Linked DNA regions of Sus scrofa: region 1 is linked to region 2. The links are chromatin contacts, called in public HiChIP or PLAC-seq maps. All regions are on one chromosome and are shown on one strand. Each heading gives the region's core, a stretch centred on a gene start, on an enhancer-like site or on the middle of the called end of the contact. The rest is flanking DNA. Distances are from core to core; before and after follow the strand shown. Region 1 overlaps LOC100523747 (phospholipid-transporting ATPase IB). Region 2 overlaps LOC100523747 (phospholipid-transporting ATPase IB).

The links. HiChIP or PLAC-seq counts read pairs in DNA pulled down with a chosen protein or histone mark.
Region 1: an H3K27ac HiChIP or PLAC-seq map of skeletal muscle shows a contact between it and region 2. The contact joins two enhancer-like sites. A contact is called at or near these places in 1 of 47 Hi-C or Micro-C datasets (skeletal muscle) and 1 of 2 datasets of contacts at active chromatin or transcription factors (skeletal muscle).

What each region holds. Positions count from the first base shown.
Region 1 is chr11:3,789,428-3,794,295 of Sscrofa11.1, forward strand. It overlaps LOC100523747 (phospholipid-transporting ATPase IB), which reads left to right. Exons shown (of 37, transcript XM_021065485.1): 37 at 1-4,445. Among named protein-coding and RNA genes, the nearest start is that of SHISA2, 20 kb to the right of the region's middle. Within about 2 kb of position 1,279, at least 4 of the 83 cell types and tissues checked have an H3K27ac peak or open chromatin away from gene starts, as enhancers often do. A contact at or near this core is called in skeletal muscle, where this site is marked.
Region 2 is chr11:3,506,565-3,511,879 of Sscrofa11.1, forward strand. All of the region lies in intron 24 of LOC100523747 (phospholipid-transporting ATPase IB), which reads left to right. Among named protein-coding and RNA genes, the nearest start is that of NUP58, 280 kb to the left of the region's middle. Within about 2 kb of position 2,262, at least 3 of the 83 cell types and tissues checked have an H3K27ac peak or open chromatin away from gene starts, as enhancers often do. A contact at or near this core is called in skeletal muscle, where this site is marked.

The DNA.
Region 1 (4,868 bases), core at 29-2,528, 280 kb after region 2:
CCTCCTCCTCCTTCTGCAGCCCCCAGAGGGACACGGACGCGAGAAATCCCCTCGCCTCTGCCTGGAGCCGCATGGCCCTCCTGCGTCTCTGTCCCTTTCTGACAAGGGAAGCCTGCACGTCAGGCTCGCATTTCTGGCCCCCAGGCCCTGGGACCTGGGCTCCCGCTTCAATTAGAACCCAGGCTTGTTGGCCCAGGAGCTGAGCACACGTTTCGGATCCGGAGTGAATCTGCAGCATGTCTCCCCACGAAGGCACAGCCCTGACCCTGTGTCCCCCTGGGATGTGAGGAGGAGTGACCAGGTGGGTGGCGAGGGCCCGAGGGCGGGGAGGGGACACGGGCGAGGAAGCTGGAGCCACAGCCGCAAAGGAGGGCGCTTTCCCGCACACCTCCCCGCAGAAACCTTCGAGTCAAACCGGACGCCCAGACAGCCTCGCCCTCAGCCCACGGCGACCTTGGACGCGCGGTTCCCCGGGAACAGAGCGCCACGCTCTTGGAGGCCACGGCCTCTCTGACCTTGACCGGTGTTCCCTCCTCCCCCGTCAGCGCTGGAGGCCGGCGGCTCTCCGGACACAGGGGCCCTGAATCCAAGACGGCGACGGGGGCGCTGCCTCGCCGACTCCCCAGGGCGGAGCCCCGCGGTCCAAGCTCGAGGGAACGCGGCTGCCTGCCGGCGGGAGGGCAGCACCTGCCGCAGGCCCTCTGCTCCCGCTGCGGTCGCCACCCCCGATTCTTGGCCGCTTGAACGCACGTGCTTCTGGGCAGCCGTGGCCGGCTCCCACCGCCCATTTCCTCCGGGGAGGGCCCGGCTGTACGAAGAAGGAAAACAGCAGGCCTTCGGCGTCCTCCCGACCCCGCTGCCCCTGGGAACACCCGCGTCTTCCGGGGCGTGGGGATGACTTGGGGCGTGATGTGCGCTGCCTGAGGACAGGAACCCCTCACTCCCGAGGTCACCCGGACCCAGGGAGGCTCCGGGGCCCACAGACCAAGGCAGGGAAGTGCAGGGCCCCCCTCCCCGAGCTGTAGGACACGTGAGACACCGGAGCACCCGCAGGATGAGTGGTCGGGGGTGAGGGTCATGCAGCCGTCACAGCGACACGTGCTCCTGCGGTCAACCCAGCGAAGCCGGGCGGGGTCTTCCCCGCACCCGCGGAAGGGTGCCGGCCTAGGTGCAGAGCGGCCGCGGGGAAAGCTCCACACTGAGCTCCGTTGGGCACCCTCACCACTTGGCTTCCCCCGGGAACCAAGCCCAGCTGGAGAAGGGGCTCCAAAGTCAGTCCTCCGTCCCACACTTGGCTCCTTGCACGGGAAGCCTCCAGGCTCAGATGTGTGAATCCCAGCGTGTGTGTGCGCACGCGCGCCTGCTTGGGGCTTTGGGGGGTTTATTTTACACATTCAAATGTAGTTCGGATCCTTCAGAGGTTGCAGTGTAGTTCCCAGTTCTTTTGAGAAGGAGACTAAACAGACTTTGCCGCCGGGAGAGGTGCGCAGAGAAGAGCGCGTTCCTCGGATGCCTTTCTCCTCGCCTGGATCAAGCGCGTTCATAGCCACGTGACTAAGGTTTCTAGCAGGAGCACCTGTCACTCCGTGTGACGCCTGATATGTAGCTGGGGCTGTCTCGGTTGTCCTATCTTTAAATTGAGGTCAGGGTGTCACACACAAGCCCTCTCGGGGGAGCAGGGTGGACAGGATTGAGTTGCACTCTGTCAGCTCCGTGGAGATGCCACATGGCACTTGTCACTCAGTCACACGGTGACACAGGGGCTGGCAGGTCGGCCCTGCGGGGCCCGGCTCCGCATTGGGCTCAAGAGAAAGATTCCACTCAGGCCCAGCCCTGGGCTAGTGCTGCAGAGACGGCCGACTCTCGCTGGAGTGTGTCGCCGTCAGGCTGACCCTGCAGAAGAGTTGCCTCTCGGCGCTCCCGGCCGTGAGCCCGTCGGGCTCCAGCACAGGCAGGAGGCTTCAGCAAGGACAGGGAACGGAAGGCAGGGAGAGGAAGTCGGCCACGTCTGCTGGGCTCTCTGGGTCAGCATGTCATTGCCATTCCGGACACTGTGTCATCATTCTGGGTGTCGGTGAAATGTCTGGCCCATCTGTAGGCGGAACATCCCAGGCTTCTGAACCAGTGTCACAGTCTCCCATCTCCCGACTCCCTCGCACAACCTGTGCTTTGGAAAAAGACAGTCTCTCTAACACTTGGAGTCTGGGCTTCAGCAGATCACAGGTGGGAATTCTGGCCTTTTCTTTTTGCTGACAAGGCTTCAGGTCTGGCTGCAGGGAGCTGGCAGTGGCAATCTATGATTGCTTGTCAAGAAAAAGTGAATAAGGAAAACAAAGGGAGCATAATTAACGTCTGAAACGCTATGGACAGGTGGTAGAGACTTTACGGTTGAGGCTGCTTTGGGTTTTTTGGGTTTTTTTTGTAAGAAACTCTATAATTTCCATTTGTCATAACAATGACCCTTCATCTTTTTTTTGAGCCACGTGGAAGCATATTTTCCATCCGATTCCTGCTCCTAGAGATTGATGTCTTAAGGTGACGGGTTGAAGAGAATGTTTGCAAACACTGCTGCAGGATATGGCTGTCTTTAGTTTTGGACAAGCCAAAGAACGACACCCATGGCAGCCAGGGTTTGAATGAACGCTGAAGGTCATTGTCTCAAAGGAATTCAAGGACTGGTTTAGCCTCAGCATTCAGAACGCAGCCTTGGACCTACTGGGATCCATACAAAATTGTGACCCAACTGTGGTGCAGCAGAGCCTGAAATAATAGCGTGCGTGGCGAAGCAGTGAGTTTATCACAGGTCAGGCTAGAGGAGGGAGTCTCCCATTCAATGCTTTCTTCAGGCAGATGCTTCCGTGAGAAAACCGAAGAGTGATGGAGACGGAGGAAATAAGGCGTCCCCTCCAGAACAAGAGGGGCGTCGCGGAGCGGCTGGCCCAGGGCAGTTCTTGGTCCTGGAAGCCTGGGGGAGGCCCTGCAGCCTCAGGCGAGCCATCTCTCCCCCTTGAAGAGCCATATGCCACGTCAGGGCCCCCGAACCCGTGCGACGGCACACGAATCCGTCTTCCCAGCAGGAACACAGGCTCGTGCATTAGCTTTCTCAGCATCGCAAACCCACCAGCCTCTTGCGCAAGAGCTTCCGTTCACGCCAGGCCCCCACTCGTGCTCCGTGCGAAGCGCTCTCGGTTTGCTGGTCTGAACGAGTTGCGACGGGGACCTTTTCCGTGGGAAGAAAGGCCCTGCGCACACAAGGCCCTGAGTGGGAACAGCGAAGGGGGGAGCACCCCCGTTTCCCCACCCCAAGCGGCCCCCACGGCTGCTCCTCCACCGAGCACCTCTGCTCCCCGGACGGACAGGGAACAAAAGAGCGATTCTTCCCACACCCAGGCCGGCTCGTTTTCAAGCGACTGTCTCTCCCCCCAGGCGCCTCAGAGACACCCACTCCCAGGCATTGGACCAAGAAAAACAAGCCCCTGCCATCCGCCCCCTACACCCTGGCTTTTCTCCTGATCTGGCCAAAAAAAGAAAGGGGACCTGTGCGTGGAGAGTCGGGCACAAGTGTCAGGTGGCTTTGATTTATGACAGGAAGAGGAAGGAGGAGTTCAAGGACCGGCGCTGTCCAAATAACCCGCCCAGGAAACGCAGGGCTCAAGAGAGCCCATCGAGTGCCCTTCAGAGGCCAGCGCCGTAGTGGAGGGCAAAGGGCCAGGGGCAGGCAGGAGCCCAGTCCCACGGGACTGCTGGCAGGTGAGTCCTTGAGGTCCTTGGGGCTTGGCACACACCTCCGCAAAGCAGTCAGGGCCAATTCCAGAACTGAGAAAAAGACGCCTGCTTTGTCATTGAGTTTCTCTCGTTCCAACAAGATCCCTGCACAAGGAAATACTTTTCCAGGTTTTCCTTAATAAAAGCCACCCAAGTCCTATTCCCCCCCACCCATGACCCTGACCTCGGGTGCTGGGCAGAGAGCCCCCCAGCTCCCCATCCAGGCCACCTCGGCAGCCGGTCACCCTCGTGCTGTTCGAAGGGCCGGTCCTGGTGGTATCTTTCTCACGCGGGCGCAGCCACGTGCTCTGCTGTCACATCTGTGCCCGATCGCGACAATACCATCTGCGCCACGGAGGTTTTAATCTGCTTATGCAGAGAGGAGCGGGCGGCGGGGCGCGTTTAATTGGCTCCCAGCAGAGCAGAGAGCTGTTCGGTGGAGCACGGGGTTTTGTTCTTGCCTCGAGAAGTGTTGCCATTTTCACGTCCTATTAATGTCCCCTGGTCGTTAACTTCGAGCAGCGCCGTGTAGCGGAGCCGGGCTCCCTCCTGGAGTGAATACAAATGAAGGGCATTTCCTTGGATTTCGAGGGGGTTTGCCAAGCGCCGTGCTTCCTGGCTTTGATCAATCCTGTGGACCGGCGTGTGTCTGCAGAAACCTGTCTCAAATAAACCTTTTGTTAAAGGATTGGCCCGTAGTGCTTTATTTCGGAACGTCTTTCCCGCTAATAAGACGCTCCTGCCGTGGGGACTTGGGGCTGTCACACGGAGGTCTGCGAGCAGGTACAGGCTGTATATACACACAGCCGCTCTGTCCCCGGAGCGGACAGCCGGAATCGCTGTTAAGTGGCAGGAGGGCATCTGCACGTCTGCAGAGGCACCGAGGCCAGGCCCCCCTTTGTGAGAGGAGGCTCCAAGCGGCTACACTGGGTTCCGAAGGATCAGGCAAAGGGGAAGCCTGAGCGGAGAAGGTCGTCTCCTCCCTCAACTACTTCATTCCCTTTGGTTCACCGCAGCCTCCCTGCACACTGGGCTGTGGGAGATTCACATTCCACCGGCACGCGTGGCATCAAGACGCTGTCATCGAGGGGTTCGGAACATGC
Region 2 (5,315 bases), core at 1,012-3,511:
ACCAGATCCTTTAACTGCTAGGCCACCAGGGAACTCCTCCTCTCAGCTCACTTGAAATTATTTGTATTATAGGAAGTCTTTGAAACCTGACACATTTAACAGACGCCCCTTGTCTTGAACCCGTGGTCTGCAGGATGAGCGCGACCCTGAGAGGCTCACTAACCCAAGGTCAACTCAGGAGAAGGCGGTTAGCGCTCAGACTTGAAGGCTGAGTGAGATTTGGTTGAGTTGCTGCTCCTGAAACTCGAGCCAGCCTGGCTTTCAACATCAGCATCTATGAGCCCATTGGAATTTGCAGAACATCAAAGCGGGACGTGGGGAGCCGAGGCAGCTGCTGCTACCAAGACGTCTCAGAAATGCCTTGTGACCCAGCCGAGCTTGGGAAGGGGGTGTCACCTGCCTCCACAGGGTTCAGCGCTGCTGGGATCTGTCGCATCTGAGGCAAGGATCCCACGATCTGCACTTGGGTAGAAACACATGCAGGTTCTAGACACATTTATCTTCCGTGGTTTGTTCATTACACCCAGAGCGATTAACAGTAGAAGCGTCTTTCGGACCCCATCTGCTCATGGGCTGAACAGGTGTGCTTCAGCTGTGCCCAGGGCCCACTGGACGAACCTCTGACCTGTGGATCAGCGGGGAGACAGCCGTTTCCGGAGATCACAGAGCAGCACTGCGTGTGAGGTTTATAGAATCTTACGTAAAAACCCGGAAAGGCAGGGGCAAGCGCTGACCTGACAGATAAGAAGCGTGGGGTTCACCGCACGACGCGTCGAGTCTGGAGAAAAGCGTCTGGCGAGGCTTGGGGACCAGTCTTTTCAGAGTTGCCGCTTGGAGCTTTAAGTCATGTGTGTCTTTAATTGTGAGGGAAACTAACAGTGGAGAACATGTCTGAAAAGCTGGAAATATATTTTTTAATATTCATGCCAAAAGGCAAGTTCTAATTAAGAATTTTGGAAAGTTCCGTATCTTTCAGGGAACAGAACCCCAGCTCCAACTCCCTGTGCCTTTTGGAACAGCCACGTCCATTGCAACGTTCCGTAATTGGTTTTTTATTAAAATGAGAGGCTGCCATATAAATTTTAGCAACGAGGCTAAATAGGCATTAACAGGCCGTGGGATCCAACCACAATTTGTAACATCGTTCCTTTGGGAAAATAGATTCTAAGTGCCCTAACTAACTTACAAATAGACTTTTGAATCATAGTCCATTTGAGAATAAGGAACTGTTTGTGATAGTAATACCTCCGATTGGCTTGCTCCAGAACGGCACAGAAGGGACCTATATTCTGCCACACATGTGTGGTGAGCTGAGCTAGTCTGGGTTTGATCAAAGATTATTGCTGAGTGGGCACTGAAAGCCTAGGAATAAAAACCGAAGCGGAGGCTGGGGACAAGTCAGGGGGGGACGGATGGTTCTGGAGGGTCTAGTTGTCATGGAGAAGTTTTCATCCCAGGGGCACAGGTGGGATGCCAAGCAGGTGCAGTGAAAGATGGAGGAGATGGTTCAGGTGAGGGGGGGTGGTTAGGCGTCCAGGACCTCGAAGGCACAAAGACCAGGATTCATGGGGCGGGAGAGTCCAGAACAGGTCACTTTAAAGGAAAACGGCGTGTAAGCTGTTCCGGGAAGGCTGGACAGCTCACCGGGGGTCACACCGATGCCTGCAGGAGCCAGAAATAATCTCTTCAAGATAGTACCGTGAAGGTTTGGCGTAGACACATGGATGTATTCGTGGAGTCAGCACATTTATTCCGCACCTGCTCCGGGCTCGCACGATCAGAGGCTGGCAAGAGGAGCGTCTGCCTTCATCGAATTTCCAGTTGAGTGTAATTCCAGCCAAATACAGCTCTGAGCCAGAGCAGGCCGGGGTATGATGTGGTGATGTCTGTGATCTGCCTGTAAGGAGGATATTAGGTTTTCATGATTTCATCTCTGTTTGCGTGGGTTGGTATTGGCCACCCGGATTGTATTAGACGACTTAGGGGGCAGGCAGCTTCGAGCAGAGTAGGAACTCCCGGAACCACGTCTGGTCTGGCTGATTGTGATAGGTTTGACTCAACTGCTTAATTGAACCCTTTGTATGTATGAGAAACCGTGTATTTGTTTATGTGCCGAGCAAATGCCGAGGCTGAGAAATGCCCAGGGTTGGAGAAACCGCCCAGGCCATGGAATATAAATCTGGGATTTCTTTGACTGGCGTTGTGTGCTTTAGGGACGGCAGGTGCCGCGTGGCCGCCGTGTTCCCACAGGGTGCCGTTCAGCACAGTCGATGGGTCATTTCTCCCATGGGCAGCACCTTGCCCTGCTCACCACCTCTCTGTGTATTCAAGGCCAGGTCTGCCGTGTTGCATGTTCTGCCACTGCAGTTACCACAGGGCGTAGAAGGCTCGTTCCAGACAGTAAACATGATAGGTGGTGGCATATGCGGGAACTGTGGGTCCCCATGGTGCTGTGGCTGCAGACACGCCATTTGTCTCCGTGCCCGCTATGCCTAGAAGAACGCGCCATCACCAGTGAGCTCGTCGGCTCAGGCTGCTGTAGCAAAAGAGCCATCGACTGTGTGGCGTAAACCACAGGAATGTACTCCTGGTCAGGAAGCCTAGAAGCCCAGGATGGAGATGCTGGCCGATCCAGGGTCTAATGACGGCACTCTTGCTGGTTTGTTCCTGCTGTGTCCTCGTGTGGCCAGAGGGCAGATTAGGGTTGAGGGGGGAGGGAAGAAGGGAGAAAAAGCTCTCCAGTCTCTTCCTGTACCTCCTACAACGGCACTCATCTTGTTGCAAGGGCTCCACCCTTGTGACCTAATGACCCCCAGAGGCCCCATCTCCGGAGTCCTTGGGGATTGGGGTTTTGACATGTGACGTTGGAGGGACATGAGCATTCAGTCCGTAGCACCTTTTTTGGTCCACCTTGAAATTGTTTCAGCTTAGTATCACCCACGTTCCCAGGCCCCGCGGGCTGTATGCCGTGGGAAAGGCTTGCAGGAAGCACAGCCACGCGAGCTACCCTGTCCCCCCAGGAGCTGTTAGAGCTCCAGCTCCCTTTCAGGTCCTCCTTACATGTTTGTTGAGGGGGAGGCGAGGTGGAGATTGCATGTGTCTTGATGTAAGAGATTTGTCCACGGGTCCCGGCCTGGGTTCTCATCTGGTCTAAGACTCCCTGTCTTGACCAGGGAGGTTCTTTTGCTGCTCAGATTTGCACAGCCAATAATGAAGATTTGTCCGATGGCCAAAGAATGGAGAAGAGGGAGCTTCGTTGGCACATCAACTTCTCAACCCAGTTGGGGCGGGGACACCGTCTTTATCGGTGGTTGGGAGTAAAAGGGAGGGATTTGGGAAGAGTGGGAGGAATGTTTGTGACTTATCTGGGCGCAGGGCTGAGCTTGTCACCAGAACCGATGCAGCTGCCCTTTCTAGTCCTTGTGTGGGCTCGGCTGGCTGTTGTCATGGCAGTTGTCAGCTGTCAGGGTGCTGGTGGGCGTGTCATTTAGTATGCTGATGTCTTACAGCGAGCAAATAAGAGGCTCCAAGGCTAGTGAAACCTATTCCACCATTTCGACTTAAAAAAAAAAAAAAAGTGCAACCTAAAAGTTGAGAAATATTTTATTTGGTGGACTTTCTGAGGACTTGAGCCCAGGAAGCAGCTCCTCAGACGGCTCTGAGAGGCTGCTCCAAAGAGGTTGGGGGGAGCCAGGACATATAGGAGTTTCTGCAAGAAAAACCAGGTGGTTGGAACATCAAAAGATCACCATTCATTAAAGAACACCAGACACCACAAGTGAATGACTTGAGCAGTTTTCTGTGTATGAGAAGAGGCAAAGAGTCTGGGCTCCTTGAAATCATCCCTTGGCTGTGCACCTCAGCGCTCTAAGGCCGGTGTCCTGCTTGTGTGCATCCTGAGTCCCCTCAGGGTACACAGGTGGCGGGGTGGCTGCCCTGACTGATGGCTTGATGGCCACCACATGCTTTATTTACTGATAAGCAGACGACATTTTGGGGCCACACCATCTTGGGCCTAGTTGGCTCTAACCAGTTCTTGTTTTTCTCTCTGCAGCTTCCTCCTGAAATTTAGATATGAACAGTTGGTTTCCGCTCGAGGGAGGGGCGGGATGGGATTCTGCGGCAACAGCCTCGGTGACGTCAGGAACCTAGTTTTCTCGGCAAGCTGCTGCCCTTCGTTGTCCCTGTGCTCAGGTTTCTTCCGGTGGCACCCCTCCGCCACCATGCCTGAGCCCCTCACACCCATCCATGGTCAGCTGCCAGTAGTTGGGAAGCAGGGCCATCCATGTCCCGTCCGTCACACGCATGCTCCGGAAAGAAGCCCAAGTGGGGAAGGCCCCCTTCCTAGGATGATGTCCGTGCGTCTCCACTTGGGTTTTGCCACCTTAAAGGAAAGCCACGGGCAAGGTCTGCACATCTCAGAATGTGCAGGGTTAGTGCCTTCAGCCTTCGCCTCCATCAGTCCAGGGGGGGCCAGTGGAGTGAAGGACTCTGGGCTAGACTGTGTCACCACCACGGCCCCCGCTCGCTGTCTCTGGACCAAATCTGCAAACCCTGCCTCATCACTTTGCTGAGAGGTTTCCCAGGAGGGTTTTCTGTCCACTGTGCGTGGACACTGCCAGGCACACCCTCTGGAGCTGGCCAGACCCGGCTGTGTTCCCTGGTGACAGCGCCCCTGGTGACACTGGGGCTTCCTAGGTGGGTGGGATTTTCTTCTCTACCCAGATTCTAAGGAGCTGTTTACACAGGTAAAGTAAACAGATGTTTTGTTTGAGATTCAGGATTACGCAACTTGTCCTGGTGACCAAGAGTAAGAAGTATGAAGTGTCTTTTATTTTGACTTTTATTCAAAGGCAATTTACCTTTTGTGCTTAGACTGTTAGTCTGGCAGCTCTTCTGTTGTTACATGGACAAAGGAGGCGTTGTCGCTGATGGCACTTGTTCAGGGCCTGAAGTGGCAAGGATGTGTGTTTTCCGGGTTGTAGGAAGCACTTAAAGAATAAATAGCAGTGAGACGAGGAATGCATTTTACTGGTTGCTCATTATGTGCCAAGCATGTTACACTGAGTAGCTCATTCTTCATAACAAAACTGCTGTATGAAGGAGCTCCTGCTGAGGTGCAATGGGATTGGCAGTGTCTTGGGAGCAGTGGGACCCAGGTTCGATCCCTGGCCCAGGGTAGTGGGTGAAGGATCCGGCATTGCCACAGGTGTGGCCTCGGTGGTGACTGAGGCTCAGATCTGATCCCTGGCCTGGGAACTCCATATGCCTCAGGTGGCCAAAAAACCAACCAACTAACCAACCAACCAAACAAA